Regions from separate parts of the Macaca mulatta genome. Here region 1 is linked to region 2. The links are chromatin contacts, called in public Hi-C maps. All regions are on one chromosome and are shown on one strand. Each heading gives the region's core, a stretch centred on a gene start, on an enhancer-like site or on the middle of the called end of the contact. The rest is flanking DNA. Distances are from core to core; before and after follow the strand shown. Region 1 holds the start of KIF27 (kinesin family member 27). Region 2 holds the start of IDNK (IDNK gluconokinase).

Region 1 (7,153 bases), core at 4,211-6,710, 310 kb before region 2:
CCAGGGCTCGTCTTACATGCCCAATGTGATCCAGAGGGCCACCTGTTCAAGGAGCTAAGGGGAAGGAGCTTAGGCAGCGTCTGAGTAACAGCCAGCAGGAATGCGTCCCTCAGTCCAACAGCACTCAAGAACTACCACCAAACAGGCTGGGCGTGGTGGCTCATGCCTGTAATCCCAGCACTTTGGGAGGCCGAGGTGGGTGGATCACGAGGTCAGGAAATCGAGACCATCCTGGCTAACACAGTGAAACCCCATCTCTACTAAAAATACAAAAAATGAGCCGGGCGTGGTGGTGGGCGCCTGTAGTCCCAGCTACTCGGGAGGCTGAGGCAGGAGAATGGTGTGAACCAGGGAGGCAGAGCTTGCAGTGAGCCGAGATTGCGCCACTGCACTCCAGTCTGGGCAACACAGCGAGACTCCATCTCAAAAAAAAAAAAAAAAAAAGAACTACCACCAAACACTACAGAAGCTTGGAAACAGATTCTGCCCCAGTTGGCCCTGAAATGATCATGGCCCTGACTGATACCTTGATTGCACCCTCGTGAGAGCCCTGAAGCAGAGAATCTAGCTAACCCATGCTCGGATTTCTGACCTATAGAAGCTACGACATAAGAATTTTTTTTTTTTTTTTTTTTTTTGAGACAGAGTCCTGCTATGTCACCAGGCTGGAGTGCAGTGGCACAATCTTGGCTCACTGAAACCTCCGCCTCCGGGGTTCAAGCAATTCTCTGCCTCAGCCTCCCGAGTAGCTGGGATTACAATCGTCTGCCACCATGCCCAGCTAATTTTTATATTTCTGGTAGAGACAGGGTTTCACCATGTTGGCCAGGATGGTTTCGAATTCCTGACCTCGTCATCCGCCCACCTCGGCCTCCCAAAGTGCTGAGGTTACAGGCGTGAGCCAACGAGCCCAGCCAAGAAATTTGTTTTAAGCCACTAAGATTTGGGGAAATAGTTCAGCAATAGATAAATAAGAGAATAGGTGTATAATAGTGCTTAGTTGTTGAAAATGTCATTTTTGATCCATTGTCAGCCAGACTGTTACCTTAGACCAGAATATTTCAAATTGCAGACTGCAATCATTAGTAGGTCATGAAATCAATTTAAAGGGTTGTAATCAACATTAAGAAAAATTGGGCTGGGTATGGTGGTTCATGCCTGTAATCTCAGCATTTTGGGAGGCCAGGGCACAGGATCACTTGAGGCTAGGAGTTCAAGACTGGCCTGGGCAACACAGAAAGAATCCATCTCTACAAAAAAATAAAAAATTTGCTGAGCGTTGTGGCCAGTGCCTGTATTCCCAGCTACTTGGGAGACTGAGGTGGGAGGATTGCTTGAGCCTGGGAGGTTGAGGCTGCAGTGAGTCATGATTGCACCACTGTACTCAGCCTGGGAGACAGAGTGAGACCCTGTCTCAAAAAAAAAAAAAAAAAATTGAAGTAGAATAGGGCCAGGCATGGTGGCTTACTCCTGTAATTCCAGCACTTTGGGAGGCTGAGATGGGAGGATCACTTGAAGCCAGGCATTTGAGACCCGCCTGGTCAACATAGCAAGACCCTGTCTCTAAGAAAAAGAAAAGGAGAATAGAATAAAATAAAATACATAGAACATTGCACTTAGTAAAGGTAAGTATTGTTTCCCAAAACTTTTGTTTTCACTTATTATTTACTTATTTATTGAGATGGAGTCTCGCTCTGTCTCCAGGCTGGAGTACAATGGCGCAATCTTGGCTCACTGCAACATCTGCCTCCAGGGTTCAAGCAATTCTCCTGCCTCAGCCTCCCTAGTAGCTGGGATTACAGGCACATGCCACCTCACCCAGCTAATTTTTGTATTTTTAGTAGAGACGGAGTTTCACCATGTTGGCCAGGATGGTCTCCTGGCCTTGTGATCCGCCCACCTTGGCCTCCCAAAGTGCTGGGATTACAGGCATGAGCCACCATGCCTGGCCTTGTTTTCATTTGTACACATACCTGTGTATTGAGTCATGATGTCAAGTGAATTTCTGATAGTGGCTCAGTATCAATCAAATTCGAAAGCCACTGTCCTAGGCTTGCTTTTCAGGTTGGGGTGATGGATTCTTTCCTAGTCTCCCAAGGTTCCCCTCATGAATGGTGGAGATTGTAGCTGCCCAGTTTGACCATTAGGCCAAGCAAATCCACCTGGCATGGGTTGACAGGACCCAAGCAGTATGTTTCCTTAGGAAAGCTAACATTCTCTCTACTAAATTAAGGAGCCAAAGGCAAATGATGGCACAGAAAGCCTCACTCTGTTACGCAGGCTGGAGAGCAATGACGCAGTCTCGGGTCAGTCCAACCTCTGCCTCCTGGGTTCAAGTGATTCTCCCGCCTCAGCCTCCTGAGTAGCTGGGACTACAGGCACATGCCACCACACCTGGCTAATTTTTGTATTTTTAGTAGAGACGGGGTTTCACTATGTTAACCAGGCTTGTCTCGAACTCCTGACCTTATGATCCGCCCGCCTCAGCCTCCCAAAGTGCTGGGATTACAGGTGTGTGCCACCGTGCCCTGCCAGAAATCCCATTTTTTAAAGTATAAAGCTTCTTTTCTCTCTGCCAGAGAAATTAAGTGAAACCGTCAAACATTATAGCAACATTAAAATAATTTAAAGTGGGAGAAGAGGTACGATCTGTGGTTTCCTTAATACTTCCTTTAATACTTCCTTTCTTTCCTGGACCCAGCTTTTCTCAAAATGCGGGTGAGGGAAGATGATTTAGGGGAAAAGGGCACGTGTTTCTTTATTTAATTTGGCCAAATCTTCCATTTGTTACTGCTTTTAGTAAAGTGGACTGGGCATGGATGTTTTTCTCTGTAGGATAAGCATCCCAAAGCTGGTCTCCCATGGGACGTATGCAGCGTTCTTCAGTGGACCTGAAAGATACAGTTCCCTTAAGGAGAAGACATAGTTCCTGTACAAAGATCCAGCACTGGCTCAATTACTTCTGTTAATCCCAAGCCCAGCTCCTCCCACTGCCTCTTACTGATTGGGACTCATCTGCAGGAGACAGTCCTCAAGACAATCTTCATGGGGCTCAAGCTTGGGTACCCTCCAAAGGATACCCTGGACCATGAGCAAATCACAGGTTCTCCCCTCCTAAACTGTAGGAACACAGGCTGCCCTACTACAGCGCCTTCTCAGTTGCTTCGCTCCATTCTCGAGAAGCAGATCAGCTTACTTCTTCCCATAGTTGCTCCCACCAGAAGGCCAGGTTTCCTATTCTTGCACATCACACAGGGTTTGCCCGTCACTCTTAGAGCCTCCTTTGACTTAGGTGGGAGGCTGCTTACTCTCCAACCCGCAAGGCCCAAGACCCCTTGACTCCACTGCCCAGTCTTTCTTACAGACACTTAAAAAAGAGATAGGATTGGAATTTGAATGGAATTAGCTTAGTCCTGCTATAAATCCTAGGGAGGAAGGGTTGGCAATGACTGGCATTCACTTTACAGTGTGGGGAACTTAAGTACTTAACTCCTTTTCTCTAACTCTGGACTCAAGACATCAATTTGGGGACAAAGGAAAATGCCCCATTCTAATGCTGTTAGGCATTTGCTGACCTCCTCTCTGCAATTGTGTGGCCTCTTGAGAACTTCTGTTGAGACTTCCGGGTATTCCCAGACTTAAATTGTTACGTACTATTAATCATTGAAGCTTTGTCAGCAGACCAGTTTGACTCAGCAATTCACAGTCATGATGTGAGTTTGTTTTCAAAAAGAGTTCTAAAAATGCAGCATAATCAATTCAAATCTTAGAATTTTAAAAATTATGTATTATTTATTATTTTTTTGAGGTAGAGTCTCATTCTGTCACCCAGGCTGGAATGCAGTGGTGCAACGATGGCTCACTGCAGCCTTGACCACCCAGGCTCAAACGATCCTCCTACCTCCGCCTCCAGAGTAGCTGGAACTGCAGGCATGCTCGGCCACACCCGACTAAGTTTTGATTTTTTGTAGGGATTGGGGGGGGGGGTCTCATTATGTTGCCCAGGCTGGTCTCGAACTCCTGGGCTCAAGTGATCCTCCCAGTTCAGCCTCCCAAAGTGCTGAGATTATAGGTGTGAGCCACTGTGCCCAGCCTGAATTTTTAAAAATTTAAATAATTCAGTTAAAAGAAAAAAAAAAAACCATAAATAGTCAGCTTTTTTCCCCACCTTCATTCGTATATTTCATGAGAGAAGGAAGTATTTTTGAAGATGCTTAGATTGTGCTACTAAAAACAGGAGGCACTAAAGCTTTTAAAGCTAAATTGGTAAAGTTAAATACTACGATGCAACCCAGCAATTCCACTCTTAGGTCCATACCTAAAAAACCTGAAAACAGGCCCGGCGGGGTGGCTCACGCCTATAATCCCAGCACTTTGGGAGGCCGAGGTGGGCGCATCACCCGAGGTCAGGAGTTCGAGACCAGCCTGCCCAACATGGTGAAACCCCGTCTCTACTAAAAATACAGAAAACTTAGCCGGGCGTGGTGGCACATGCCTGTAATCCCAGCTACTCCGGGGGCTGAGGCAGGAGAATGGCTTGAACCCATGAGGTGGAGGTTGCGTTGAGCCTAGATAGCGCAATTGCATTCCAGCCTGGGCAATAAGAGTGGAACTCCATCTAAAGGGCCGGGCGCGGTGGCTCACGGCTGTAATCCCAGCACTTTGAGAGGCCGAGGCGGATGGATCACAAGGTCAGTGGAGATCAAGACCATCCTGGCTAACACAGTGAAACCCCATCTCTACTAAAAATACAAAAAATTAGCCGGGTGTGGTGGCACGCGCCTGTGGTCCCAACTACTCGGGAGGCTGAGGCAGGAGAATCGCTTGAACCCGGGAGGCGGAGCTTGCAGTGATCCGCGATCATGCCACTACATTCCAACCTGGGCGACAGAGCGCGACGCCGTCTCAAAAAAAAAAAAGAAGTCCTGATAGTTGTTACAACATGACTGTAGCTTGAAAACATTAAGCAAAAGAAGCTAGACACAAAAGGTCATATACTGAATGCTTCCATCAATAATGAAATGCCCAGAATAGGTAAATCTATCATAGAGTCAGAAAGTAGATTAGTGGCTGGCTGGGGTTGTGGGGAGAGGGGAACTGGAAGGAATGACTAACTGGTTTGGAGATTTTCTTTTGGGGTTATGAAAATGTTTCTGAACTATATACAGAGGTGATAGTTTAATGCACTGTGAAGGCATTAAACGCCACTGAATTGTAAGTTTTAAGATGGTTTATGTTATGCAAGTTTTACTCAATAAAAATAAAAATAAACTGAATTGGTAGCTAAGATATTGAAACACAGTGTGGAATCGTTCTCATTCATTTCACGAACCCGTGGAAAGATGCTTCCGCTCAGGCCTCACAGACCGGTCCCAGCGCGTTAGTGGGACACAACTCGGGTTTGCAGGGAAGCCCGAGAGCTGGCCTTTTGCGGACTTCCTGGGGACGCAGGACTCTTGCGCACGGGCTTGGGGACGTGCCCAGGTTCGGGGGCGGGGCCAGGACGCCGCGACCCGGGGAGGACGCGGCGGGAGGCGGGCTTCGCCGGTTGCCAGGAGAACCCGCGACAACAAAAGACGCGGGCGGCGGCGGCGCGGCGTGGCAGAGCGAAGCTGAGGAGTCCAGCCCTCGCCGCCAGGGCCCTGGGCTGTCCCGAGCCGGTCAGTGCGCGGCGGGCCTGGCCGGGCGGTGCGGGGAAGTGGGGCGCCCTCCCTTTCGCGGCACCCGCCCTCCAGCCCGCCGCGCCCGCGCTCCCAGCCCGCCGTTGGGACTAGTAGGCGCCGGCTTGGGGTCTGGGCCGTCGCGGGGTGGGAGCCAGAGGGTGGGCGGTAGGGGCGCCAGCGAGGCCTATGGGGGTGCCCGAGGGGTCTGGGGTCAGGAATGGGAGCCCGGCGAACGACTGGAGGCAGAGCGCCCCTTCCGGAGAAAGCTGGCTCAGCCCTGAGGAGCGGGGCCTGGGGAACGGGGATCGACCCCAACGCGGGACTCGGCCCCCCGGAGCGCACCCCGTGTTCGTCTCGTGTAGCTGCACGGCGTGAGGTGCGACGCGAGGGCCACCACCACCGAGCGCTTTGTTTTGTCGCAGGCGTCTTTTTCCCACTGTAGAGGTTGAAACTTCGGCGCATTCAAGCTCGAGAGCTCCCTCCCTCGGAGGCAGGTGCTGTAAAGAGCAAAGCGCCCCGATTCTTTCTTTGAAACACCTTTTAAGTAACACCGCCGTCTCCAGTGTTGAAAATCTTTGTTGTTTGCTTTTCTTTACTCCTTTGTCTTTACGCATTTGGGGCCTTTTCTGAGCTCCTCATGCGATTTACTATCCATCTACTGGGAAGTTTCTTATGAAAATAATTAACAAACCACACATTTCAGACAACCACTGCTTTCTGGGAAATCAAGGGGACGGGATGGCAGCGGTTTTTGGAGACACTCATTCCTGACCAGTGACATGACATGAGGGATTAAATATTTCTCTTGCCTTTCCTCAGATTTCAAAAACCCATTGAGTATACTTAAATACGACCAGCCAATCAGATTTCGCCTTTTTTCATTTATTGGTGACATAATACGTATGTTTCTGATGACTATAATTGATCAGAATCTGAAGAAGTATAAGTGCTATGGATTGTGGAAAAACTTTGTTTCTTGTATATTGATGTTTTACAAGCCCTATGTTTGTGGACCCTTATTATTGTTTGTTTTGTTTTGAGACAGGGTCTCGCTCTGTTACTCAGGCTAGAGTGCAGTGGCACATTGCAGCCTCAACCTTCCGGGCTCAAGCAATCCTCCAACCTCAGCCTTCCAAGTAGCTGGGACTACAGGTGCGTCACCACTGCCTGGCCCATTCTTGTATTTTTAGTAGAGACAGAGTTTCACCCTGTTGCCCAGGCTGGTCTGTAACTCGTGGGCTGAAGTGATCCACCTGCCTTGGCCTCCCAAAGTGCTGGGATTACAGGCATGAGCCACCGTGCCTGGCCCCGTTATTATTTTTTTTAATGCTTAGAATAAGTTTCAGTTGCCTTTATAACCAAATTGTTTATAGATATTACCATTAAAAACCCCAAGAAATGAGGCTGGGCATGGTGGCTCATATCTGGAATCCCAGTACCTTGGGAGGCTGAGGCGGGTGGATCTCTTCAGCCCAGGAGGTCGAGACCAG
Region 2 (6,317 bases), core at 687-3,186:
GCCAAGCCTCAGAACCTTTGCACCTGCCATTCCCTCTGCCTCTCCTGCCCTTTGCTCAGCTATCCACATGGCGGACTCCTCAAGTCTTGCAGGTCTTTGCTCAAACGCCACTCCCCCAGAGGAGCCTTCCCTGACCACTCTGCCTGGCACCCTATGTTCTGCTTACTCCAGAGCATCTCACCAGTTCACACACTACATATATTCATTTACTCTGTCTCCCATACCAGAATGTAAATCCTTTGAGGGCAGGGATTTTATCTGTCCTGTTCACTATATGACAATGACATAGAGGAAGGATTGAGCTCAATAATTACTGAGTACATGAATATCACAAGCTATACATCATAGGGATTAGACCCCCCTCAACTGATCCAAGACTCAGAAGGGTACATGAATTACCCAAGCTCACACAGCCAGACAGCAACAGAACCAAGACCTAGGGCTGTCCACTCCTGTTACATCACACGATGGCAATGATTTTACATTCTCCAACTGATTCAAATCATATGGCAGCTAGGGATTTGGGGCTCCATGTTTTATTTCAATTTCAGTTCAAGATTTCTTATCTTTGTCGCTAAGAACCCTACAGCAATTTTGGAAAGCAAAACCCATCTACCTGGAGTAAGTCTTTACACCTGACTACACGGGCCACAACATGGGCCGTTCCTGATTCAGAAAATTCTAGAAGGGTCCTATAGGCCCTTGAAGGTTATAATGTTTTAGGTGATCAAGTTCTATCCTTTGCTGCCTGTGGTCGAATGCTGCAGCAGCTGTCTTTTCTGATAAAGGGCACAGTTAGACTTTGGTTTAAACAGGAAGCCAAATGTTAACTCCTCAGTCTCCAAATTAGCACACTGGGCTACCTATGTGGTTTCCACAATTCTCTCCTTTCTTTCCAAACCTTCAGGAGCTACCCTCCATATTAACGCTGTCTCCTTCCAGGTTAAGCTGATGAAAGGAAGGGGAAAACGATTCACTTTACAAAATCGAATCGGAGAAGTCCAGGGCCTCACAGGAGGAGGCCGCTGTGTGTTCAGATGGCCAAAGGTCCGTGAGAGCCTGGGCCGTGGTTTGCGTCCTCTCGCTAGAGGCCGTGCACCCTCCCGCCTAGCCCCGACGAGGCGCCCGGAAACCGAGCCCAGCGCCGCTCGCTAGGCCTCCACTGCGCGGCCCTGCAGCCGCCTCTTCAGGAGCGGCTTCCTCCCTGAGCATGCGGTCGCTGCAGCCTCCCTGTCTTAGAGCGGGAACCCTGGGCTCGGATGCGGTCCCAGGATGGGCGCTCTGCTAGCAGGCTGGTGGGCGGGGAGAGTGCGCGCAGCCGCGGGCCTCGGTTTCTTCATCCGCAAAGGGAAGGGTGGGGGGTCCCCACGACCCCATTTCACCGGCAGGGACGGCGACACGTCCGGCCTCCGCCGCGCCCGCAACGTCTCTCCCGGGCGCCCCCCGCCCTCTCCCGGACCTACTTCCCCGAGCCGCTCACGCCCATCACCAGCAACGCGCCCGGCGCCGCCATGACCCGAGCCTGGCTCCTTTCAGTCACCTTCCGGGCCCCGCCGTCCCCGGCCTTCCCGGCGCCCGAGGGGCGGAGCCGCTCCCGCCCAGGCAGGGCGAGTGAGGGCTGTGCCCCTCTGCGCTCCCCCGGTTTCCCCGCGCCCCTTTTCCATGCTTTCCGCCTCCCTTTCCCAACCTCCCCATCTCTCTCTCCTGCCCCTTCTTTTCCTCTCCCCTCCCCTCCCTCTTTCCTCTTCCCGGAAGTGAAGCGCGCGCCCGGCCTGGCACTGGCGTCTCCCTGGGCTGCCCATAGTCGCCCAAAGCCCCGCCACCTGTCTTCCTACTGTCCTGGCCCCTCTTGGTTCCAGAAGAGCCTCACCCTGGCAGGCCGGATCGTCATCCACCCATGGAAAGCATTCATTCATTCATTTATAAAAATGTTTTATAGAAAGAATAAACGGAAAATAAGACTCATACTTTCCCACACCAGGCAGCATAAGCAGCACTTCCTAAAACGACACCCCTTTCCCCGCGCCCCCGCGTAGGTAGATGGGTATGAATATTTTGTAAAACTGGGATCAGGCCGTACACAGCGTTTTGTAATCTGGCCTTTTGTCACAATAATAAATGGCGGCCATCTTTTGGTGTCAAACTTAAGGTTGAGGGTTGACCACAGCAGCGTATGTCATGGCTGTGTGGCTCTGCTATTAAATCCAGCTCTTGTTGGGACTTTAAGAGGACGGAGCTCCACTTTAAAGTGTCCATTTGCTTTAAAACAATGTGTTAATTATGTGTCGTTTGAACTATTTGATTAAAAGCACTTCTAACCGCATTTAGCATCACCTCCTTTGGTCTTTTGCATTTGGCATCACCTCCTTTGGTCTTTTGTTAACCAAGGTCGTAGGTATTACTCTGTGTCCTAGAAAACAATAAAAGTGACATAAAAGCATTTATCTAATGAATAGTTCAATTACTCCTGCACTGCCTTTGTTTTTCATATACTTAGCTTGAGTAGATGAGATTTCAATCTGGATGGGGGCTGTACAGATGAAGAAATTGAGGCTTGGAGAGAAGGTCTTACAACTCAGTTATGGTCAATACTCATTTCTTGAACATCTACCATGTGCTGGTAATATTAATATGCATTTAAAAGATTACACTCTCGGCATTCTCAAGCTTGATAAGAGGAATAGATGTGTATGCAAATACTCTAACTTGTGTCCTGCTTCTCTAGCTCAGTATGAAAAAAAAAAATCTCATATTTCTTTCATTGTTCAAATCAGAATTATTAGCAGAAAATCTGGTTCTTCTCCTTGGATTTCTTTCCCAAGACATGTCCAAGGATCTTAAACTTGCTGTGCTGCTCAGGGTGGCGGCAGGAAACAGCATGCTCAAATTGGGGCAGGTGAACAGAATTTAACAAAGGGACTATTTGTAGAGATGTGGGTAGGGTCAGAAAAAGCAACTAGGGGCAGAGTCCGGATCTGAGTAACTGAGAAGTGTTTTCACTCTTAAATAGAAAGGGGCTGATGAGAGGGAGCCTTTATATGAGAAGGGAAGAGAATGGAAAGAAAGAGACAGAGAGAATAGACCATATAGAAAGAAGTATCTGACAGGACTGTAGCCTTAGGAAGAGAGACAGACATTCCTTGTTGACCCAGCAGAAAAATAATCAGGAGAATAAATAGCCTCTCCTCCCCTCCTCTTGCACTGTGATCTGCTAGTGGCCAAACCCCACCCGTCAAACCCAATTGGAAGGTGGAGAGCTAGGGAGTCCATTGGTGCCCATGCATGCCAATTTCCTGGGCTCAGAGCAGGGAAGAGAACGGTGGAGATTGTATCTGGAGGGACCAATGAAAGATACCCAGCACACCAGTGTCAGTGAAACCCTGTGCCTGCTTCCAGGACAGCAGAACTTCAGAGGTGCCCCTAAGAGCTGAATCCCACATTTTTTGCTTTCCAAAGAGTGCCACCTGCTGGTCCTGGTTGTCTTGGTGCTTCCCAGCTGTTACTATGGGGCAACCCAGAGGCTGAATATTGGTCTGGTTTTAGGTCTACTGCAAAACTGTTGTACTGAGGCACATGGTACTCTGGAAACCCCAAGTCCCTAGTGAGGCACAGCTTCCTGCATGAGTTTCTATAGTCACTCAAGTCCAGATCACCCCCAGATTCTGGACAGCATGTACTGTAAGTCTCAAACAGAAGTGGCAGTGCTCCTGTATGAAGCTGCCCATTTCCACAGGGGTTAAACAGAGCTCAGTGACGAGCACCTTAATGTGCACAGGCACTTCCCTGGGAGGCAAATCATCCACAAAGATGGCTGGGTTGGGGCAGATATTCACATAACAGGAGCCTCACAGTTGTGATATGTCTAATTGAGAAGAGTTTGGATCTTCCCCCTTTCCCTTCCAGGAGAGTCCTTGATCCCAGTTTAATTCTGAGAGTTCAAACAGATGCATGAGAGAGCTTAGAAGTCAAATCTCGGGTCTTCACCAAGCCCTAAAGTAGCTCGTTATACCTTCTTCTGGAAATAATGGCTGTATACTTGCTTCACATCTTCATAATTAAAAGGGGCCACTTGAAAGATCCAGAACAAAGTTTGCACAAAGGCAAAATGGTATCTGTTACCTCAATAGATGTAAAAAAAGCACTTGACAAAATTTAACTTCCCTTTGTGATCAAAATACTCAACAAACCAGCAATACAAAATTCCCAACCTGATAAAGAGTATCTATGAAACCCCCAGGTAACATCATACTTAATGGTGAAAAGACTGAATGTTTCTCCCTATGATCAGGATGAAGGCAAGAATGTCTTCTCTCACCACTTGTATTCTACATTCTGCTAGAGGTTCTAGCCAGGGAAGTTGGATAAGAAAAAGAAATAAAAGGCATCCAGATTGGAAAAGAATATGTAAAACTATCTCTATTTCCAGATGACATGATCTTGTTTATAGAAAACCTAAGGAATCCGCAATAAACCTACTAGGGTTAATAAATGAGATCAGGAAAGCGACAGGTTATAAGATCAGTGTACAAAATCAATCGTAATTCTAAACAATCTGCAAATAAAAAATTTAAAAAAATTATTTACAAGAGCATCAGAGAGAACAAAATAATTAGAAATTTAACAGAAGTATAAAATGGTAGTCTGAAAACGACAAAACATTTTTGAAAGAAATTAAAGGAGGCCTAAATAAATGGAAAGACAGCCTGTTTTCATGATTTGGAAGACACTATTTTTGAGATGGCAACACAGGATTCAACATAATCCTCATGAAAATCCCAGCTGACTCCTTTGCAGAAATTGAGAAGTTGATTCTGAAGTTCATAAGGAAATTTGAAGGAGATAGAAAAATCGTGAAAAAGGGAAAAGTTGGAGTATTCACATCTCCCATTTAACAAACTTATTTCACTTATACACTCATAAAGTCAATTTGGTACTGACATAAGGTTAGACACACAGACCAGTGGAATAGAACTGGGAGTCCAGGAATAAATCCATAAGTTTATGGGAAGTTGATTTTCAACAAGGGCGACAAGAGGAAAGAACTGTCTTTTCAACAAATGGTGCTACAACAACTGGATGTACACATGTATAAAAATAAAGTTTATTTATTAAATAATTATCATTATTTTTCTGAGGCAGACAGGGTCTCACTCTGTTGCCCAGGCTGGAGTGTAGTGGCACAATCTCTGTTTGCTGCAACCTCCGCCTCCCAGGTTCAAGCGATCCTGCCACCTCAGCCTTCTGAGTAGCTGGGATTACAGGCATGTGCCACAACACCTGGCTAATTTTTGTATTTTCAGTAGAGATGGGGTTTCACCATGTTGGTCAGGTTGGTGTCAAACTTCTGACCTCAAGTGATTTGCCCGCTTCGGCCTCCCAAAGTGCTAGGATTACAGGCATGAGCTACCATGCCTGGACTTGATTCACTTCTTGTCAATCATTTGTTTAATGGGTTATCAGGGCCTTTAACAGAGTAGGAAAAGTATGATCTTTGAAGTTAGATTAATTTATGAATTAATTGATGGAGAAAAGCTGCAGAGATAGAAGGAGGGTGTGGTAATGAGACTAGAAATGAAGGGATATGGGTGTTGCGTAGCCTCTGACAAAATAACTAAAAGCCTCTTTCTGATTCAAGATCTCTGCCTGTAACATGAAGGAAGACAAGAGAGAATTACCTCAACAATACCTTTCATAGGTCTGAACACTAAATAATTTCATCCTAATCTCTCTAGATTGTTCATATGAATAATTTTGGACAACTAAAACACACCTTCCTCAATTAAAAGACTTAACACAAGATTTTTTTGGAAAATAAAGGCAGGAAACATGTAAAACAAAACCGACAGTGAATGTGAACCTATGTCAAGCCATGCCATGCCCCAAATGCCTCTAACATATATTTGGTGTGGCACAACTGAATTAATCTTATGGAAGAGATAAAAGGCATGATCATTGATATGTAAAAACTGTGCACATAAAATACACCATTTCAAGGTGTTATATTAGTTATACAAGAATCAAAAGAAACATTAAGCTATTTATCTATCTACTTCAACTTCTGTTAAGCTTCAGAATACTTTCATCCTCAACAAAATCTTCCATAGAACCTCAATATATAAATCTAATATAGGCTAAGCACAGTGGCTCACATCGGTAACCTCAGCAATGTGGGACGCCAAGGCAACAGGATGCCATAAGCCAGGAGTTTGAGGTTGCAGTGAGCTATGATGGCACCACTGCACTCCGGCCTCAGTGACTGAGCAAGATCCTGCCTCTCTTAAAGCAAACCAAAACACTGAAAAACCAAAACCAAACCA

What was found. Hi-C and Micro-C count contacts between places; a contact is called where the count stands out from the background.
Region 1: a contact with region 2 is called in a Hi-C map of fetal cortex germinal zone, with 4 times the contacts expected there. The contact joins the promoter of KIF27 here to the promoter of IDNK in region 2. A contact is called at or near these places in 6 of 14 Hi-C or Micro-C datasets (CD4 T cells, blood, cortical neurons and 3 more).

The regions. Positions count from the first base shown.
Region 1 is chr15:114,859,530-114,866,682 of T2T-MMU8v2.0, reverse strand. KIF27 (kinesin family member 27) reads left to right here and starts at 5,460. Exons shown (of 18, transcript XM_015118008.3): 1 at 5,460-5,660.
Region 2 is chr15:114,545,889-114,552,205 of T2T-MMU8v2.0, reverse strand. IDNK (IDNK gluconokinase) reads right to left here and starts at 1,936. Exons shown (of 5, transcript XM_028835291.2): 1 at 1,871-1,936. All of the region lies in intron 1 of LOC144334738 (a long non-coding RNA gene), which reads left to right.